Regions from separate parts of the Mus musculus genome. Here region 2 is linked to region 1. The links are chromatin contacts, called in public HiCAR-type maps. All regions are on one chromosome and are shown on one strand. The core of a region is the stretch at or near the end of the contact, and the rest is flanking DNA. Distances in the headings are between cores, read along the strand shown. Region 1 overlaps Nsmce2 (NSE2/MMS21 homolog, SMC5-SMC6 complex SUMO ligase). Region 2 has its middle 22 kb from the start of Gm36819.

Region 1 (3,466 bases), core at 305-2,804:
CGAATGAAATTTTCCAGGAGACCTTTTGAGCTGCCAGTTGACAGCCCTATATGACATGTCTGTTGGGCTCCTTTGGCACTCATGGCAACAAGAAACAAACCCTGCAGTTTTAAATAAGCAGTTAGAGAGCTCAGAGCAGGTGGTCATAACTCAGTATGAAGCCACCAAACACCTCATCTTCCTGACTGACACCTTTCTAAATTCTCCCAAAGACCTCAGAATACCTCCCTCTCTCAACAGCGACAGGCTTGGCATTGTTAGTGAAGGAGGCCCATGGCCTTCTTGGACCTCTCTGCAGGTCCCACAGGCTGGACTTACAAAGAGTCTTTTGACCAGGCAGCGGTGTAAGTGACTTTATGGAAGACAAGCCAGCGCTTGTTTCCTCTCTGTGCTGTAAGGGTTAAGAGTCATCACTGTGGTCACCAAGGTCAGACACCAGCTCTCAGTGTGCTGGTTCCAGCCACAGATGTGTTTGGGTTGGCCAGGGGAGTTGTATACACATGTATCTTCGGTTGCAACATACACCAGTTAGAAGGGTTCCCATCAGAATCAGCATTTCCAGCTTCTTTTAGTACTGTCTCTGACAGCACAGGCTGCCGTGTAGAGGCTGTCTGCCTCAGTGACATGGAGGTCCCTCATTGACCCTTCTACCTTGACGTAGCTTCAGCCTGGCCTACTTCCTGGATGCAGGTTTAACAGTGTTCCTACAGAGTCCTGTGCCATTTTCTCTACAATAAAAGTGAAAAGTACAAATTCTCCTCATCACACTCCTGACCTAATTTTAACAAGTTGCCAAATACTGAGTCTCAGGCCTACAGTGTGCTTTAAGATATAATTCCTAAGGGCAGCATTCTTTGATCAATCCTCTTGTAAAGTCACACAGTTGAAGACGATCCCTACCTGCTGGTGTTTCTGTGTCACAGCTCTTCTCCCTCTGCCCCATGGTTCCCAGCAGTGTACATGCTAAACATATCCTTAGTTGTCCCCTTTTGGCTGCTCATAGGTTTGAAGCTAGGCTGTCTGTGGGGAAGGGAGTGTGGAGCTGCAGAGGGGAAACGAGATACCTGTTTGGCTTCCACTGGCTTGAAAACTGAGTCATGAGTCCATAGTACAGAGGTAATGTGAACAAGTCTTTGCAAATCACTGCATCAGTAAGCCGTTTGCCCCCACCCCTTACACACCCTTTTCTCACCCGTTGTATGGCCAGCCCCTCTCTTGGTTCCATTTAGACTACCTAACCTCCGTTGGCAAAATCTGCCCTTTTCCTACCACCTCATTATTCTCTGGCCACCTGCCAACCACGTGAGGGCGATTTGAACACTGCTGAAAGCAGGCCAGCACATGGAGTCCTTAGAGACGCTGTCATGTAGTCATGACCGTGAGGAAGCATGTCTCCTGGAACTGTGGGTCACGTCACTCCACCGTTGTCATATTTCACTTTACCATCGCAGGGGTTTTGTGCATTTCTTCCAATTCCCATGACTCTGGTTTCACATGAGGTCGTGGACTTCTCAATCAAAAAGTTGCTCATAGCTTTGGTAGGTCTGAAATTTCAGAGTATTGAGCAAGGCCCGCATTGTGCTAGAACATGATCTAATAAGATTGGACTGTCAAAACAAGAAGCAGCAGTCTGGCTAAAAGGTTTTTAAGCAGGAAATCTGTCCTGTGAGAACCTCCAAAAGATGATAAACATGTAGGCTGGGGGCCGATTTCATTTTCATCTCTACCATGAACTTAAGCAGACTGAAGTAGAGGCAGAAACCGTAGATGCTATCTTTTGGTTGGGAAACTAATTGGTTGTGTAATTAGCTGTGTGAAACATCAGGAAAATATGTGAACCATTTTGTTAGGACCCTACAGAGTACTTGGGACAGAGCCCCAAAATGTCAAGTAGAGACGATGCGTCACTCAGAGTGCAGTCGGAGAGCAGGGAGTTCCTTTCCAGCCCACCAACCGTGAGAGGCGGCAAGTTATGTAACCTTTTCCGCTCCTTGGTCTTTTCATCCCTGACATGAGAATTGGGACATTATAAGATGTTCACGGGGGATAAAAGGAATAATCTGGAGCAGTGCCTGGAGCTGGAGGAGTGGCCAGTAAGCGAGAGCAGTGACTGGTAGGTACATCGCAAGTATGCTTGTGCATTCTGATCTCAGCACAGTTTCCAAAAGAAGATCGGCTGGTATCTTAGTTTTCTGCTCTTTGTGGCTCCTCACTAGTGGAACCCTGTGAAGGGAAACATCTTGTCATTCTCTGCACCATTCTCTTGTCAAGAGCACATCTCAGTGAAGGCTCAGGTCAGGATGGCCCTGGCGATGAGTCACTGTAGTTCACTTTGGCCTCCTCCTGAAGCCCACTTTTATAATTTTCCAGTTCAATTATTAAGACACTGAATATCTGCATCATACTACTGCTGGATTGCAATGTAACCACTAACCAAGCATGTTTATGCAATGCCTTATGTGTAATCACTTATAATAAAAGTAAAAGCCGGGTGTGGTGGTGCACGCATTTAATCCCAGCACTTGGGAGGCAGAGGCAGGTGGATTTCTGAGTTCGAAGCCAGCCTGGTCTACAAAGTGAGTTCCAGACCAGCCAGGGCTATACAGAGAAACCCTGTCTCGAAAAACCATTAAAAAATAAAAAATAAAAATAAATAAATAAAAGTAAAGAGTATGGCTTAGTGATGGCTTCATATTGGCTAAAGGGGAAAGCCCGCGCCGTCTCTCAGCATGTTAGATTAATCCCTGCAGTGGAAACTAGATTGATTCTGACAGAGTAGCTGGAAGTCTAGTCAGCTGCCTGCTTGCTTCCTCCTTGCTGCCGTTGTGTAATGGGCAAAGGTGTGCTCTGGGGACCACTGAGGCATTTGGTTTTGCCCCTGGCAGAGGACTTGGATCTGATTCCCAGCAGCAGCAGCCGCAGCAGCAGCAGCAAAAGCGGCAATCCCTTTCCTCTGCCGAGTCATTGCCAGCTAAGGAAACAACTGTCCTCAAGTGCTGCGTGGGATCAGACACCAGAGAGAAAGAAATCCCGTTAGCTCATTTAATTAATTGTTTTACTTAAAACCCAAGCTGGGAAGAAGGAAAAGAAATCTCAGTCTGTGAAGTCCTTCATTGCAAATGCGGGGACCAGTATCGGGTCCCCAGCTCCCATGTAGTCAGACATGGTGGCACAAGCTTAGGGTCCCAGTGCTGAAGGGGTAGAAATGTGATCTTTCAAGCTCAGTTGTCAGGCTGCCCTATGCCAAGAACATCACACCGAAGTCTATCTCCTGGCCTCTGCAAACATGGACACTCCGCCCTCACACAGGCATATACCAGCACACGCAAATGTGCACGTATACACAATACATATAAGTAAAAAATAAGGCCCAGGGGCAGTTGGGACCAGATCACACCTTTAATCCCAGCAATGGAGAGACAGAGGCCGGTATTCTCTGCGATTTTGAGGCTAGCCTTGTCTACAT
Region 2 (3,466 bases), core at 716-3,215, 300 kb after region 1:
ATCACCTCTATAAAATTTCACAATGACCCCACATCTTTTACACCCCATGATGTTTTTTCTTAAAATTTATATTTATGGTTTAAACATTCCATACATGAATACCATCTTATTCATATCTGCTTCTTCCTCCCCATCCAATACCCCCAGAACCCTCTAACCTATCTCCTTCCAAATATTATATCCTCTTTTAAAATTTTTTATTAATATTTTTAACCCAGTGAGTCCAATAGTGCCCATTGGTGCATGGAGATGGGGCCATCCACTGGGAGCGTGGTACCTTCCCAGTGACCCTCTCTCAAGGCAAAGGTACACTTCCTCCTTCCAGCAGTCATCAACTTCCAACAGCTCATCAGTCAGGGCTGGGGCCTTGGGAGACCCTCCCCCAACCATACTGGGATATTTAACTGATTTCTGAACCCATGTAAGCTACTGTTGAGTTTGTGTATGAAGCACACTTGCCATGACCAGAAGACAGCACTTCACAGAACCCCTCTCCATCCTCCAACCTTTGTCAGAGAAACTTCTTACAGTAGTTGGTAGTGGTTACTACAGGCATGGATTGCTATTCAAGTGCTGAGAATAAGCAACAATAAAAAAATAATAACAGTAATTAATAGTCAGCTATAGATGGGATATCCCCAAGGTACATGGCACACTCCAGAAGAGGGGACAGAAAGAATGTATGTATACATAACACAGGCACAGCTTCCAGAGTCTGTTTAGTGTTGTTTTGTATGCACAGGCTGACCACTTGGGATTAGACAACCTATCAGGGGTCACTGTTCTTGGAGAAAGCTGGTTCTTGAAGTCCCCCAATGATCATCTGTAGCTCTTTGTCTAGGCATGGAACTTTGTGAAATTTTCCCATCTACCTTGGCACATCAACTGGAGTTGTTATTATGCAAGTCTTGATTAGACAACCATATTGAGATTTCATGGGTGTAGCTTTCCTGTCATGTCTAGATGATACTATCTAACACTGAGTGTCCTGGTTCTCTGGCTCTTATGATATTTCTGCCCCTTCTTGGGAGGTTTCCCCCAAATGATGCACTGTGATTGTATATGGGTCAGCACTCTGCATTGAGACGAGATTACTTCTTGTCTCTGAAACTGGATCTTGAGAGCTTACTTAAGTCCAGAGTCAGGATAGAGATGGGATGTAGCGTCTGGTGCAAGATCGGATCATGTTTGGCCTCAGTTCATTGAACTGGACTTAAATGAATCTAGTCATATTGTAAGTTATACCTGCACATTCAAACTATCACCCATAAGGATCATTCTACAGATATCAATGACCTTGAAACAACCGTTCCCTGGAGAATGAGATTCATTCCTGGTTCTCGATATGAATACGGCATTGGTAGTCTAGGTGGTAACTCACTCTTTTCTAGACTTGAAAGAATTAGAATGTTAAAGAGAAAAGTGTTGGGGTACCAGGCAAGTGACACTGTAGCCCACTGTGGAGGCTGAATGATGGCAGACAGCATGAGTTCTGGAATCCCACTGTGTGCACTGATTGAACTATGTCCTGGCTGTGTGACTTTAGGCTAGTTTCTGAGTCTGTCTGCTCTTCGTTGACCATGACGGTAAGTTGAGGATTCGTCACCTACCTTACAGAATGGTTGAGTATGTTAGCAAAAAGGGAATGAATGGGTCTGTGCTTACCACATAGCAGATGTTGTGCAATTGTTCCTTCCTCATGTCCCTGCCCTGCACTGGGCTGGAATGTCTCCCCGGTGATCCCACCTAACAGGACTTGTTATGTTCTAGTTGTTAATCTCCTTCCCATATTAGTTCATGGCTGTGTTCCTGGTGCCTAGCAGCCGAGTGCCTGAGACATCCCTGGTGTTCCGTGTTATTCTTAATAATATTTGTCAGGAGGAATGAAAGGATTCAGAGATCAGCTGGCCCAAGCTGGAGCCCTGAAGATCAGTGTTACAGGAATTAGGTGTGAGTCATCTAGGCATGTGGCCATGGCCTGAGGAAGCCTGCTTCTAGGTCCGGAATAATCCGAATCTTCCAAGGGGAGGCACATGGAGACAGGAAGGGCTTACTCAATACCTGCTCTGGGCCAGAGGTTGACATGAGCTTGTCCCTCACTGAGGCACACGGTGTTAGAGCAGGTCATCACCAACAGATGGCACTCTGATGGCCAAATGGAGGAGCCCTCAGGGTCCTACTCTCTCGGTCCACCTGCCCAGACATGGGAGGAAACTGGGCAAAGACTTAGAGTTGAGCAGAAAATCCAACCTTTTTCTCTTGCCAAACCACCTCTGCAAATTATGATGCCTTCAGAGTCTGGGTTTCCTTCTTAAACAAAATTCTGAATCAGTTGTAATTCCTGTCCTGTGAGGAGGAGAGAAAAAAACCTTTTCTCCCACAGGTACAACTTCCTGTTAATGTTTCCCTTTTAAAAATTAGCACATATTGTATAACACAATTAAATCAAATAATCAATGTTACCACAACACTCTTCTATATGTATATTATGAACTTTGGTCTCTTGCTTCATTTCCTATTTATTTTGTGTGTATGTGTGTATGAGTGTGTGTGTGTGTGTGTGTGTGTGTGTGTGTGTGTATGTGTAAGCCAGAGGACATATCTGAGAGCCCTTCCTTAAGAACATTAGCCTTTGTTTGTTGATTCAGGAGCCAATATGTATGTATGTATGTATGTATGTATGTATGTATGTATGTATACATATACATACATATATTTATAATAAATGACAGGGTCTTGTTATATAGCTTAGTATGGCTTCAAACTCATGATGCTCTTGCTCCCCTCACTGCTGGGATTGCTCCTGTGTACTGGCATGCTCCGTTTCATCATTTAGATCTTAATTTGACACCTGTTTCTATTGTACTGTTCTGCAAGCTGCTGCTCAAAGTAATTTATGAGTATTGGCTCACTCTAACCATCTTGCTGGCCTTAGAAGATTGGTACCATCATCCCTACCTGATGGGAGATTGAAGCACAGAGATGCAAGGTGTATCACTTATGACCTATAACTAATGTGTCATAGGAATGGGGGACCAACTGGCTAGTTCCAGAATCAGGGCTCAGAATGACTCCATCTCATTGTTGTCTCGCTTGCTACCTTCATATACGGCTCAGACAACCTACCAAGGAACCATTGCTGCTGAGAGATCTAAGGATATAGGGGTTCCAAGGAGACATGCTTGCTCAAGTTTGCTCAGCTGCATGAGGTGGGGCGGCAACCGAGACTCATGATGTCTGATTCCTGAGTGGCAGCAGGCTGGGCTAACTGACCAGTCTACAGAGGAAAGAGGTCTTCCCTTAGAGGTTCAGAATCCGTGGGTGCCTCCCAGAGAGTCCTTTTCCAATCTGTTTTGTTTTTTTTTTTCTTCCCTGTCTGCTTCTTCGTCTGCTTCATGTTCAATGTCAGTGTCAGTGCTGATGGTAGCAGGCATCTTGTCTTGCCTTTGACCATGATGGGGTGCTG

Evidence for each region. HiCAR-type assays count read pairs that join an accessible place to other places.
Region 2: a HiCAR-type map of fibro-adipogenic progenitors shows a contact between it and region 1, with 2.9 times the contacts expected there. The contact joins two enhancer-like sites. A contact is called at or near these places in 1 of 39 promoter capture datasets (the C10 cell line), 6 of 484 Hi-C or Micro-C datasets (bone marrow-derived macrophages, brown adipocytes, cerebellar granule neurons and 2 more) and 2 of 115 datasets of contacts at active chromatin or transcription factors (fibro-adipogenic progenitors and pancreatic cancer cells).

The regions. Positions count from the first base shown.
Region 1 is chr15:59,548,682-59,552,147 of GRCm38.p6, forward strand. The region is part of intron 4 of Nsmce2 (NSE2/MMS21 homolog, SMC5-SMC6 complex SUMO ligase); the gene reads left to right. Among named protein-coding and RNA genes, the nearest start is that of Gm36677, 68 kb to the right of the region's middle. Within about 2 kb of position 1,555, at least 98 of the 459 cell types and tissues checked have an H3K27ac peak or open chromatin away from gene starts, as enhancers often do. A contact at or near this core is called in brown adipocytes, fibro-adipogenic progenitors and pancreatic cancer cells, where this site is marked.
Region 2 is chr15:59,843,551-59,847,016 of GRCm38.p6, forward strand. No RefSeq gene overlaps it. Among named protein-coding and RNA genes, the nearest start is that of Gm36819, 22 kb to the left of the region's middle. Within about 2 kb of position 1,966, at least 69 of the 459 cell types and tissues checked have an H3K27ac peak or open chromatin away from gene starts, as enhancers often do. A contact at or near this core is called in brown adipocytes, fibro-adipogenic progenitors and pancreatic cancer cells, where this site is marked.